Linked DNA regions of Mus musculus: region 2 is linked to region 1. Evidence: chromatin contacts called from public promoter capture Hi-C data. All regions are on one chromosome and are shown on one strand. Each heading gives the region's core, a stretch centred on a gene start, on an enhancer-like site or on the middle of the called end of the contact. The rest is flanking DNA. Distances are from core to core; before and after follow the strand shown. Region 1 holds the start of Tbc1d4 (TBC1 domain family, member 4). Region 2 overlaps Lmo7 (LIM domain only 7).

Region 1 (6,169 bases), core at 2,587-5,086:
AAGAGTCATAATACAGCTTACTAGTAGGCAGACATGGAAAAAGGCTAAGGTACGTCGATGCACAATCATTTTCATGATGTCCGACTTTCCCCATTCTTTTTCCCCATTCCCAGTCCCGTAAGGAGGAGTTGCTCACCAGAGCCTTCCCATCTGCTGACAGGCTCCTTTGGTGGAATGCAATCAACTTTCATGTTCTTGTCCACATTGTTCAATCTTCCAGCAGTAGCCCAAGCCAGTCAATTCGGAGGGCGAAAGGTGGTTCAACTAACGCCCCAGAACATAAGAATCTTGATCACATGGGCAGATTAGGCTGCCATCTCTGGTTCCCTCCCTTCATGGAGTGTCTCTTTGTGTGCTGCGTTGTATGCTCGTTTTCACTTTCAATAAAATTCTGCCGATGGCGCTGACCTTGTCTTTCTTGACTTTTTAATTCTTCAAGCCAGCAGAGAAAATGAGTTCATTCCTGGACCCCCAAATGACACCATCCTGGTGGCATTGCTTTATTGCAGGGACACAGAGAGTCACCCAGGAATTATGAAGAAAGTTATGAGAGCTGTGTTAGTGGGGTGCACAAGAAAGGGGGCAAAGAGAGGCAGCTCCCAGCCATGGCTGGGCAAGCATAGCTTCAGGAGATGGGACTTTTGCACTGGACCTTGAAGAATGAGGGGTTCAAGTAGTGAAGGCTGGAAGAGGTTATGGGGTGACTGGAAGGGAAGGCAGAGAGGAAGAGACAACTGAAGCCTCAAAAAGACACAAACATGCAATTATTTTTAATCTTTTGTTGTGATGATCTCTCTTCTACTTTGTTTGAAACAAGGTCTCTTTGCTGTTTGCCACTAAGTCCTCCAGGTTAGCTGGTCCATGAGTTTCTGGGAATACACACTGCTATTGTGCCTGGCTTTATGTGGCTTCTGAGAATTTCATCTCAGGTCCTCATGCTTTCTTTGAAAATGCTCTCCTCAGTGTGCCATCTCACCATTCTAATTTTACTCCGTCATACTAATTCAAGGCCTTCTGTTACACATGTGATATTTTTTATTTAAGGATTTGAATGCACCTTACAACTAACACGTTGTAATATTGGCAATGTTGGTAATATTGGTACAGTTTTATTTGGGGTAGTACAGGATCATTTAAGCTGTATATGAAGTTCATTTCTGGGTATTGTTGGTCCAGATTTCTCCAAGATTCCTCAGAAGAGAGAACTCTACCGGGTCTTTAGAAATGTTGTCTCTGCACATATTCTTTCAGTCTTCATTTGGAATAGCTGGGGTTGAGAGTAGAAGGACTGGAGGTTTCCGGTGGAGGTCTGTGTCAGCACATAGTAAACACGGTACACCTGCATATGCGGTGTAATAAGTCCTCTATGTTGTAGTGGCATATTGTGATGGTTTGTGTATGCTTGGCCCAGGGAGTGGCACTATTAGGAGGTGTGGCCTTGTTGGAGTTGGTGTGTCACTGTGGGCATTGGCTTAAGTCACTCATCCTAGCTGCCTGGAAGCCAGTCTTCTTCTAGCTGCACCAGGGCAATCCACAACAAACAAGAATAGAACTCTCAGCTCCTTCAGCCCCATGCCTGCCTGGATGCTGCCATGTTCCCACCTTGATGATAATGGACTGAACTTCTGAACCTGTAAGCCAGTCTCAATTAAATGTTGTCCTTATAAGAGTTGCTTTGGTCATGGTTTCTGTTCACAGCAGTAAAATCCTAAGACATATACTACTTTCAAAATCCAATTGATGATTACAAAATTGAATGTTTTTATATGTGAATGATTCTGTAAGTTCTGGGGGCAAAACAGTAATTGTAAGAATCTAACAGTTTACCACATAGTTCATGTAACTACTAGGTCGACTCCATCAGTATTTATAAAATAGGTTATGATAAGTATATACTAGTGAATGTGTATTTTATTTGACAGGCTAGGACAGGTTAATAAGGAAACTAATATTTAATATACCCACAATCCCAGTGGTTTAGTAGGATAAGAGTTTATCATTTATGTGTGAGGCGTCTCTCTTGCCCCTGGCGTTTTCCAGGACAGCTGTCCTCAGAGCGATGGCTCAGCATTCCGTTCTTCTCTGATCACGAGGCTCCTCCATCTGAATGTGTTGTTTTCACCATGGCCACCGGAGAGCAAGAGTGGGACAAGTGTGCAGTCTTCTGCTTCCAGTTAAATGCTTGTCCTTCAGACATGACCCGAGTCACTTCTGTTCACACATCGTTGTCATGTCACGTGGCCATGCTCAACTTAAAGAGGGCAGAGACAGCCATCTTCCCAGATAGTAGTACGATTTATAAATGAAAGGTAAACATCTCTGAAATAAAGAGTGACCGGTACAACCACAGTTAGCTTGCCTTTCCTGCCAATCACCAAAAGTTTATTCTCTCTGGCTTGAGTTAATTATGCCAGTAGGAACTGGTCCAGTGGGGCTCCAAACACAGTCCTAGTCCGCACACTGATTGACTTGGAGGGACCACTAAGGCTTCTCTAACTGAGCCATGGCTTTTTTTCTTTTCCTTCTCTTTCACAAGTGTCAGAGGTGCGACTTAGGGAAATGAGATCTGTGCACGAAGTCTGCTGTAATCTTAGACAATTTCTATCTCTGTTCTCAGAGTGTTTAATTCCTCCTTGAAGACTTGAGTTGTATTTTCCACAGAGATTTTTTTTTCATGTTAAAGTAAACGACTTCAACCAATTGATAACATCTTCATCCTGGAACATAGATGGTTCTTAAAAAGAGGCTAGCTATGTGGTGGTCCCAGAAGTGTAGCATATTTGACCCTATTGACTTTGTCTGAACAGGAAGCAAAATGACCCTAGAGAAAATCACAAGACCACTAAATACAAAACAAAACCCTGGAGTTTTCATTTTTTCTTCTAAGCACCTGGAAAAAAGTAAGTCTAAAGTTTCCTCCTGCTGGGCAGTGGTGGCACATGCCTGTAATCCCAGCACTCGGGAGGCAGAGGCAGGTGGATCTGAGTTCGAAGCCAGCCTGGTCTACATAGTGAGTTCCAGGACAGCCAAGACTGCACAGAGAAACCCTGTCTCGAAAAACAAAATAAAACAAAAACCCCTAAAGTTTCCTCCTTTATTTTGGTTTTTCTCCTGCTCATTCCTTATCATCCAGCAAAGGTATAACGAAGGTATGAGAGTTCACCGAGGATGGTGGTACATTCCTATAATCCCAGGTCTTGGAAAACTGAGGCAGGAGGATAGAGTGTACCAAGTCAACCTGTACTATCTAGGAAGGAGACTTTGACTTAAAAATACTAACACTAAACACACAGCAGCACCAATAACAAAACCCATTTAAAATGCTAGAATGGAAAAGGAATTATATTTTACTGTTTTGTTTTAAAATTACAATAATCAAATTATCCCTAATTTTTTTGAAATATGTATTCTCATATGTAAAAGGGAAGAATTTTGCACTAGCTCTGAAATGGGCATGGGTAAAGAAGTTTAACTTCTGTGTATTTTAAGAAGTTAGCTGCACTAAGAAATGGGAAGATTCATATCAAGCAATGTTGAAATTTAAAGTGAATATTGGAATGTATTTTATCATAGAATTGTGATCAAATCCTGATGAGTCCTTGAGATTAAGAAAAAGGATGCAGAACATAGTAATATTCAGGCTTTAGACAGAATAAAACTAAGCAAATATTGCTCAAAAACAAAATCCCAGCGCCCCACTGCGAATGGCCCCTCTCCAGGGGGCAGTAGAGTCTCCAGGAGGAGAGAGGCCAGCCTGCTCCGGGAAGTGCCCTCGCCAAGCTGGGTACGACTGCCCCCCGAGGCGAGATGAGGGGCGGAGGCCGGAGGAGGAGGCAGGGAGGCGACCTCAGCTTCTTGGCAAAGCTCTGCGCCCGTAGACTAGAGGCGGAGTAGCAGCCGGCTTTAAAGTAGCAGCCTGGGAGGAAGGAAGGAAGGAGCGAGCGAGGGAGGGACGGGAACCCTGGAGGAGGAGCAGCGAGCTGGGCTGCAGAATCGGCGGGTGCAGGAGCTGCCTGCTCGAGGCCACGTTTGTTTTTGTTATTTTCCATTGGACTAGTTCTCCAGGACTGAGCGGGCCGCAAGCGGGCACCCCCGACCTTCCAGGTGACAGCCGGTCACCCTGCTAGGAGTCAGCTCCGCCCCAGTCGCCCCTTCCCGCCCACAGCTCCACTCTCCGCCCAGCCTTCCCGTGCCAGCGCTGGGTGAGCGCGCCGGCCGCAGCGGGCTGCAGGAGCAGGAGCCCGAGCAGGATCGAGAGACCGCGGCTGCCCTGGTCCCGGACCCCAAGGACGGACCGGCGGCTGGAGAACAGACCTGCCCTGGGGCGCGATCTCCAGGAAGGAGGATGCGCGCGTGAGCCTGGGTCTCCCGCTAGTCCACTGAGCTGCAGCCAAAGGCTCGGAGCCGCGCCCGGGGAAGTGTCGCATGGGGCAGGGCCGCTGAAGCACGGACTTTAAGAACTGGTGGCACCAAGGCAGGCGCGGGGGCCTGGGGCGACAGTTAGCAGTTTCCTCGGCTCCTGCACAGTGAGAGTTGGGGGCGCGGTGCCCTCGCTAGGCGCGAGTTATGGAGTCGCCTAGCTGCATTCAGGATGAGCCTTTCCCGCACCCCCTGGAGCCTGAGCCGAGTGCCCCAGCACAGCCAGGTGCCACCAAGCCTGGCGACAAGCGCTTCCGGCTATGGTACGTGGGAGGGTCTTGCTTGGATCGCAGGACCACGCTACCCATGCTCCCTTGGCTCATGGCCGAGATCCGTCGGCGCAGCCAGAAGCCCGATGCGGGCGGCTGCGGGGCGCCCGCAGCCCGGGAGGTGATCCTGGTGCTCAGCGCCCCCTTTCTGCGTTGTGTCCCTGCGCCGGGTGCCGGGGTCGGCGGGGGCGCAGGCTCCGGGGCTGTGCAGCCCAACACCGGGGTGTTCATCTTCGAGCACAAGGCTCAGCACATCTCGCGCTTCATCCACAACAGTCACGACCTCACCTACTTTGCCTATTTGATCAAGGCGCAGCCCGACGACCCCGAGTCACAGATGGCCTGCCACGTTTTCCGCGCCACGGATCCTAACCAGGTAAGTTGTGGGTGCCAGGGGGCGGGACTGGGGCCACCCGGACTGGCAAGGCAGGGGCCTCTCTTTTAAGAACTGTCTTGGATCTGGCTGCTGGCTTGCGCTCCACGTGGCGCGCTCCGGTGCTCCCCTCGTTCTGTTTTTGGGATATGGGAATGGGAGAGAAAGCGATTCGTTGCTGCTCTGGTCTTGGGGACCGGCTGGCTGCCCAGAGCGGGAGGAAGGGAAGTAGACTCAGAGTGGTCTTGGGACCTGGGAGGAGTTGGCAAGTCTGCAGAGGACTCAAGGAAAAGCGCGGATCCCAGGAGGATCCTGGTGACTGGTGATGGATGGCTTGCCTGGCTTTCGCCTGTGTGCGTGTGTGAAAGTGTGTGTTTCTTGGAAGCGCTTGGAGAGCACGGGGCACCGGTTCTCAGGCTCGGTAGTATTGCATTTATACTTGTTTGGCTGGCGCGTCACTGTCACCAAAGTACCTATAAGTATCTGGGCCTGGGGGTGTGTGATTTCAGAGGCCAGTCTAAGGAAGTTAGAAATGTCAGAATGTCAGGTAAGTATGATTCTGCAAATATGGAGTCGGAAGACCTTTCTATTATTTTTTGCACCCACTGAGACAATAACTGCATATTTGAGTAACTTAAAAATCAGTGTGATAGAGGAGTTTCAAATGTCATTTTAAAGCATTATACTCTTCTAGCTTAGTGTCCAGTATTTCTCCAGAGCTTTCTAACTCGAAGTGTTCTGTTACTAAATAGAACCTTGAGTTCCTTAATGAGCACGTGCAAATATAACAGCAGTTCTCAACCTGGGGCTGCATATCAGAGATCGTGCATATCAGATATTTACATTACGATCCATAACTAACAAAATCACAGTTATGACGTAGTAACGAAATAATATTATGGTTAGGGGTCATCACAACGTAATGAACTGTATTAGAGGGTCACGCATCGGGAGGCTGAGAATCCCTGCTCTAAAAGAAAGAGGAAAACTTATAGTAACTGTGCCTTGGTAAACAGGCTTAGAAGTGTGGAAAGAAATGTGTGTGTGTGTGTGTGTGTGTGTGTGTGTGTGTGTGTGTGTGTGCTTTGTGTTAGTTTGCTTTCCAGTA
Region 2 (6,874 bases), core at 3,136-5,635, 170 kb before region 1:
GCTGACTGAGAAAACGCATCTGGAAGATCAGGCTATAGGGAGACAAGTCTAGGAAGCATTTTATTTTTGAACTAGTGACCAATGGGAGAGAGCCCAGCCCATTATGGGTGGGGACACCCCTGGGATGGTGGTCCTGGGGGTTCTTTAAGAAAGCAGTCTCAGCAAGCCATGGGAGTAAGCCAGTAAGCAGCATTCCTCCATGGCAGCTACATCAGCCTCTGCCTCCAGGTCCTCTCCTCCTTCCATAACTATCCTGACTTTCCTCAGTGATAGGCTTGCCTTGAGCTATGAGCAAAATAAACTCATTCCCCCACAACTTGTTTTTGGTCATTGTGTTTCATCACAGCAATAGTAACCATAACTAAGACACTTTGGTGATACACCCTTGGTAGGTGGGAATAACCCTTTAAACCAGAGCTTGTACCATGGTGGACCTGTTAATTTGAAAGTTTTCCTGGACTAGAATCTAGCTTCCCTGTTAAACTGTCTTCTAAATAAACAAATTGGGGGCTGGTGAGATGGCTCAGTGGGTAAGAGCACCCGACTGCTCTTCCGAAGGTCCGGAGTTCAAATCCCAGCAACCACATGGTAGCTCACAACCATCCGTAATGAGATCTGACTCCCTCTTCTGGAGTGTCTGAAGACAGCTACAGTGTACTTACATATAAATAAAATCTTTTAAAAAAATTATTTTGTCCATTTACTGAAAAATTAATAAAAAATAAACTGAAAAATTCATTTCCCCTTTAAGAGTCTAACCCTGTTTTGAAATGTGTGGGCAAAATGGTATTTTAAGGCTAGGCACCTCTGTGAACTGTGGTTAAGTCTCTGAGTTGTAGCATGTGAATTGGTGAAATGATATTGTATATTCAGCAAATAACATAGCTTTGAGGGGCATGATTCCCCAATCACTAGCCTCTATTAAACCTTGGCATTGTACTACATAATATTCTGGAATGTACCAGAGCTATTTCTGCCAATACTAATATCATCTGATAGCAAAACCAAAGCCAACTCACAAGTCTTCCAAGTCTGTGGTCATCAGAATTGCACAGATCACCAATTCTAAACAGAATACAATGTTTCATGGTGGTCACAAGTCTAAAAATTTTTCCAAAGCCATTGCCCTCTTCAAGACCTTCCTCTAAGAGTGGGTGTAGTAATTACACCTCCCAATGCAAGTTCCTCAGGCACGGGCCCACACAGGGAAAGAAACAGCAAAAATATGAAACAGTCTAAACACTTGAGGTTCTCATTCAGTCATTATGGAGCCAAATGCCAGCTAGGCTACATTCCTTGAGCAAAGAAAAGAAGTAAAATAATTTCTGATGCAGGACAAGTTACACCCCAAGCGCCATAATCCACTTTAATCTTATAGCTCAAGCTAATCGCTCTAAGTGGCTATAGTGATGGAGCCCAAAGATAAACACCAATGGGAAGGACTAAGTGAAACTACAAGAAAGGAAGATTCCCTCCAGTGCTGATAGTAGGCACAAATTTGCTTGGGACACAAAACCAAGACCACATGAGCCCTGTTAGCCACAAGTTAAGGTCTCTGGAGACAGCAAACCCCCAAATGTGTTCCTCTTAAACACGTCTATTTTGCTAGCACCTACTACTTATAAAGATTAAATTTTGTCTCCAAACATAGGTCCATACTCCAATTTAAACTGTTGCAAGTGGATAGAAAGTATTCATGAAAAAGTCTCCCCAAAGCCCTGACTACTGCATGAGTTATTTTTTTCCAGATCAACAAGTTTTTAAGTAGTGGGTATACAAGTCGTAAGTGGATGTGAGCATCCATTATCAGAATATTTCAAGTATAGTTATAATGCTTAATATAATCATGGGTTTTCAAGAGTCAAAAGATGCTGTTGTTTTGTACAGAAATGTCTCACACACATGAACAAGTCTCAACAATGGCCTGCCTAGCTCCCCGTGAATTCCCGTGAGAGTCATCACTGTGGGAAACATTCATTTTTAGAAATGGTGTGGCTACATTACAGTTTCAGGTGAAGAGTCACTACTTAGTCCTATATGGACTTCAAATTGAGAGGTCTACCCTTTGGTGACAATGATACAATTCACTCTTCAGTGTAAGTTTGGCATCGAGAGACGGAGTTCGTATGTCTGTGACATAAACATCCCACTCAACGACTCTTCATGGATGTCTACTCCTAAGGTTGTCTGTGGCACTGATCAACAGTGACACAGTTCTTCAGGAATCTACTTGTCAAGCTCCCAGTAACCAACTCAACAAGGAATTCCAGGAAGCAAGGAGAGAGTTACAATTCTATCCCTACTTTGATCTCAAAGAAAATGAAAACCTTTTTTCCACATGAAATCTCAGACACAAACATTTATATTTATTTAGCCTTGCTCATGTTAAGCAAAAGAAGTGGGTGCCACCTAAAAGCTTATCAATCAATCAATGAATAAATTGACTACAATTAAAACCATATAGTGAAATATTGAAGTGCTGATACACGATACAGCATGGATGATTCTTGGAAATAGGCAGAAGGAAAGAAGCCCGACAAAAAAGGTCATGATGTGTCTCCTTTGCATTGTGGGTAACAATTCCACAGAATTAAGATCTCTGCAGTCCATTTATTATCTTTTCCATAACTTCCTTTGTTAGTTTTCAACACACGAGATCTAAAACATACCTAAAAGTATAACAAATGGGGCCCCAGCTCTTGGGTATACAAACTTCCACTAGCTGTCTTCTGTGAGTGAGCCACACTTCCAACTACAGGACTACTAAGAAATCCCTTCCTCAAGCAACTCAGATGCTAAGCTCTTTCCTTTAGACTCTTTCTGAGCCTTAGGAGATCTCAATCACGTTTCCAGTTCACCTCAAAAGTTTAACTTACTAATTTAAAATATCCTTGACCAAGAACTAGTTTTATTTGTACTTACTAGGGTGATTTGTTTAAAAGGTAGAGAATAATTTTTAAACACCATTTTGGAGCTTACTTAAGACATATAATGTACCGTATACTTAACCCATAGACATTGATTAATTGGGTTTCTTCCCCAAATACTGATGGCCTTAGGAATCCTTCTTCAGGAAACCCAGTGACCTCCCTTAGCAACGCTGACGCAGTATGCTGAGAACTATAAGTTCTCTTTGAAAATGGAGAACAGTATCCGGACAGCATTACGTCATAACCAAGAGTGCCTGGTCCTGAGTGATGAACAGCCGTGTGGAGGGATGTTCCTGATGCCCTTTGTCTCCTTGCCTGGTTTGTGAACACCACCTCATAGACTCATGATGCTCCATAGGAAGGACTAACTTGTCAACTCTTAACTGAGTGTAGAGACTCACTGTCTGCAGAGTTAGTGAAACACAGCCAAGTTTGTAGGCCTTTCTCTGGAAGATTCTGATTCAAATGTCTTGGGCTGGCCTAGAAGTTCTCCTCTGACTCTGTGTGTCACTGAGATATGACTACAAGACAAACTGTTTGGATGGGAAGGACTTAGGACCTGCCAAGAAGCCTGGATTCCTCTGGTATGTGTTTGATTTTAAACAGGTACTTCGGGCTTCCTTATGAGAGAACAAATTTGCACCAAACTGTCACCTCCACAGTACTCTTCCTTAGAGGACAAACGAAACAAAGCCTGAAATCCGTCTCTGTTCTTTGCTGCCACTGTCTGGTATGTTCTCAGTACTGCAGGAGTCTAAATATTAATGACTGGATCCAGGCACATTACTAAAAAGAATTTCAACAAAACAGCTCATTGTGAGGTTTAAAACACAACATAAGGTTGTATTTGGTGAAAGTGAGAAATATTTTTATAATACTGCAAAACTGTAGCCTTTACTAAGTATACGAAGGCTTCTAGAGTGTTCCCACAGGAGCATTGTTGGTTCACTCGGATAGATTTTGACACTTTGTACGTAAAAGTTTGTATATTAAAGTAGAGAATCAGTTTACTTGTAGATCTATGACCCTCCGTAGTTCTAAGAGAAGCCTGACAGATAGCTCAATGCCACAACACTAGCCAAGTATAGGTGTAGGCCTGGCTTCAATCCTCAAGACTACAAATGTATATGCATTTTTACAGAAAGAAACCCTGACTTAAGAAGTGTTCAGACGCCAAACTTAAGACTTCTGAGAGTCTTCTCAGTCCTCTTGACAATTTCCCTCCCCCAACAGGAGACTTTCCTGGGGCTCACGGACACAGAGATCTGCTTCCCCGGCCTAGCATTACCATGTGGCAGGCAGTTCAGATCCTCGCTTGACTATGCATCCGAACTGGGCGGGCCTGTGGCAGGGTGGGACTGGATGGGAAGCGGCAGGGCATGGGTTAATCAGGAAAGCTCTAACAGGGTGATTTGCTTCACCCTGGCCGTAAACCACTCTTTGTGTCAAACTCTGGGGCGGGGTTCGCCTGCCTTACAAATGTTTCTCACAGAGGCAAATGGTGTTAGTCATCTAGCTCTGGCCTGTCCTTGGATCCTTCTGCCTCAACTTTACTCTCCCAGCTGAGTATGTCATCTAGAAGAATCTTGCCTCACTCCTCGTCTCCAACCCGATTGGGTGAACAGTCCTCAGAGAGCCATGCACACCTCACTTTCTGTTGAAATCCTAGGATTTACATTTTCTGCATTGCTTAAACTCAAGCCTCAGAGGCTCTGCCCTTCCTCGCTGCTCCGCGGCCACATGCCCCACCCACTCAGGTTCTGCACCTGGCACAGATATGAACACAGGCTCCTCCAATCGATGGATGGATGGATGGATGGATGGATGGATGGATGGATGGATGGATGAATGGATGGATGGAAGGGTGGAAGCATGGCTCGGCCTTAATCTTTTGTCTCTTGAATACTTTTCAAAACTCTACTTTGTACTCCTTAAAAATAGCCATCTTGCTTTGGCTTTCCCAAAGTCACATCGACCCATAAACTCTGACCTTCCTAAAGGCTCAGTGCTTTCCTTAGTCCATTTCCACAGTTCAAACGGCCTCTCTCCACGGCCTCCACAAAGACCAATGTTCCTGAGTCAACCCTTTCCTCCCAGCACCTTCTGAGACTCTGAGTTACTAAGCCAGCAACCCGGGAATTACAATAGCTTTAATTCATCATTCTTAAGGCCACTCTTTTCTGTCCTAGACCAAAAGTTTACTGAAGTCAGGAATCACCATGAGGTGTCAGGTGATCTTCACGCACCACAGTACATGTGCAACAAGTGATTGTGATTCATTTTTAAATCTTTTAAGTCCTTAAAAATTTGAATTTGGCTCAGGCAAAAGAGAGACGGAGACAAGGGAAAACCTGGCAATAGTCAGAGAGAGAGCAAAGACCTACAGCAATGTTCACTAAAGTTTCCCTCCTCCTCAGAAAAGTGACAATTCTCCTACACCCAGGAACAGAGAACAGAGGCAAAGAACGAAAAAGCTGAAGAGGCTGAAGAGCAGCGAAGACAGGAGGGTTGCAGGAGCACATGAAATAATCATCAGGCCGCCCCGAGCGGAGCAGATGGCAGCCACAGACAATGGAGCCCAGCGCAGGCAATATGAAAGTTTGATGAATTTCCTAATAGCGGCATGATGAAAGCCCGGAGTCCAGAAATAGCCTAAAAATAGAACAAATGTCAGGGCTGCACAAAGCCTCATAGTGCCCTTCATTATTTACTCGCCTGTATTTGTACAATACGGCAAGTCTGAAAAGCTGTGGAGTCAAAACCAGTAAGAGATGAGAACCATAATAGTTTATATAATGAATATGAATATTATGCTGTTGGACCCTAAGGTGCGCTGTACTAATTCCAATACAATAATAATAATAATAATAATAATAATAATAAGGCTAAGCATGCACCTGACCCACCATTATAACTACATTCACTAAATGATCCCGACTGCTCACCACCATGATGAGAAGAACTAAACAAAAACAACCCACTGGCAATCCTCACGATGGGCAGAGAGATTTCTACAAGAATATACACTGCAACCTGTGGACTCTAACTTCTATAAACCAAACAAGATGGTCATCAATGCTCCATCACCATAGTGAAATCCTAGCGATAGATGATTAACGTATAATGAGGGAAGGCTCACTTTGGCTTCCATTTGTAGATGGTCTTGTCCATTACCCATGAGCCCCAGTTGTTTGGGGTGTGCCAAGGCAGAACAAGGAAGGAGCCTATAGTAATGTCAAATTACTCTCCTCACAGTCACGAAGCAAAGAACGTAAAAGAAGGAGTCAGTATGCCAAAATGACTCTCTAAAACATACCTCCAATGACCTCTCCAAACACCAGGACTCTGGTGAGCACATCTTTAACACACGGGCTTCTGAGATCATTCAAGACCTAGTCTAAGCCAAGCATGGTTGCACCTACCTGTAATCCAAGCACTCGGGAAGCTGGGGACAATGACTTCTAAGCTAGCCTTGTTCCCCAAAACAAAACTGAAGATAGAGGTTGAAGGTGAGTGCTACAAAGCAGTGGTTTCTGGACACAAACGATGTGACCACTGCCCTCCCGAACACACTGCAGCTGTGGTTTCCTGCAGGAGACCTGAGCAAGACTGGCCCATCACCATTTCAGCATACATGAAGGAGAGGTGCATGAGGCTCAACCCCTCACTAAGGGTCAGGGGCATTGTTGGAGGGAAGGGTTGGGGGGTGGGGGAGATGCAGGATGAAAGTGCAGAAAACATCACATACACATAATAAAGTGTCAAAAATAATAAATTAAAAAAATGTTTGAATTAATAACCTACAAAGACACAAATAATATCAAAAACACTTGGAGATTTCCCAAAGTGACGTAAGAGGACAAAAAAATCCATCTGAGAATGGTCTCATGAAGACTCCTGGCTTGGGCAAACCACGGCACGGAGCGGAAGGAAGACAGTAGAGA

What was found. Promoter capture Hi-C pulls out the DNA fragments that hold promoters and counts their contacts.
Region 2: a contact with region 1 is called in a promoter capture Hi-C map of embryonic stem cells, with 8 read pairs. The contact joins the enhancer-like site here to the promoter of Tbc1d4 in region 1. A contact is called at or near these places in 3 of 39 promoter capture datasets (embryonic stem cells and pre-B cells), 1 of 15 datasets of contacts at CTCF or cohesin (large pre-B cells), 2 of 484 Hi-C or Micro-C datasets (both in embryonic stem cells) and 1 of 9 other capture datasets (adipose tissue).

The regions. Positions count from the first base shown.
Region 1 is chr14:101,606,858-101,613,026 of GRCm38.p6, reverse strand. It overlaps Tbc1d4 (TBC1 domain family, member 4), which reads left to right and starts at 3,836. Exons shown (of 19, transcript NM_001081278.2): 1 at 3,836-5,064. The coding sequence starts at 4,567.
Region 2 is chr14:101,778,887-101,785,760 of GRCm38.p6, reverse strand. The region is part of intron 1 of Lmo7 (LIM domain only 7); the gene reads right to left. Among named protein-coding and RNA genes, the nearest start is that of Lmo7, 52 kb to the right of the region's middle. Within about 2 kb of position 4,385, at least 63 of the 459 cell types and tissues checked have an H3K27ac peak or open chromatin away from gene starts, as enhancers often do. A contact at or near this core is called in embryonic stem cells, where this site is marked.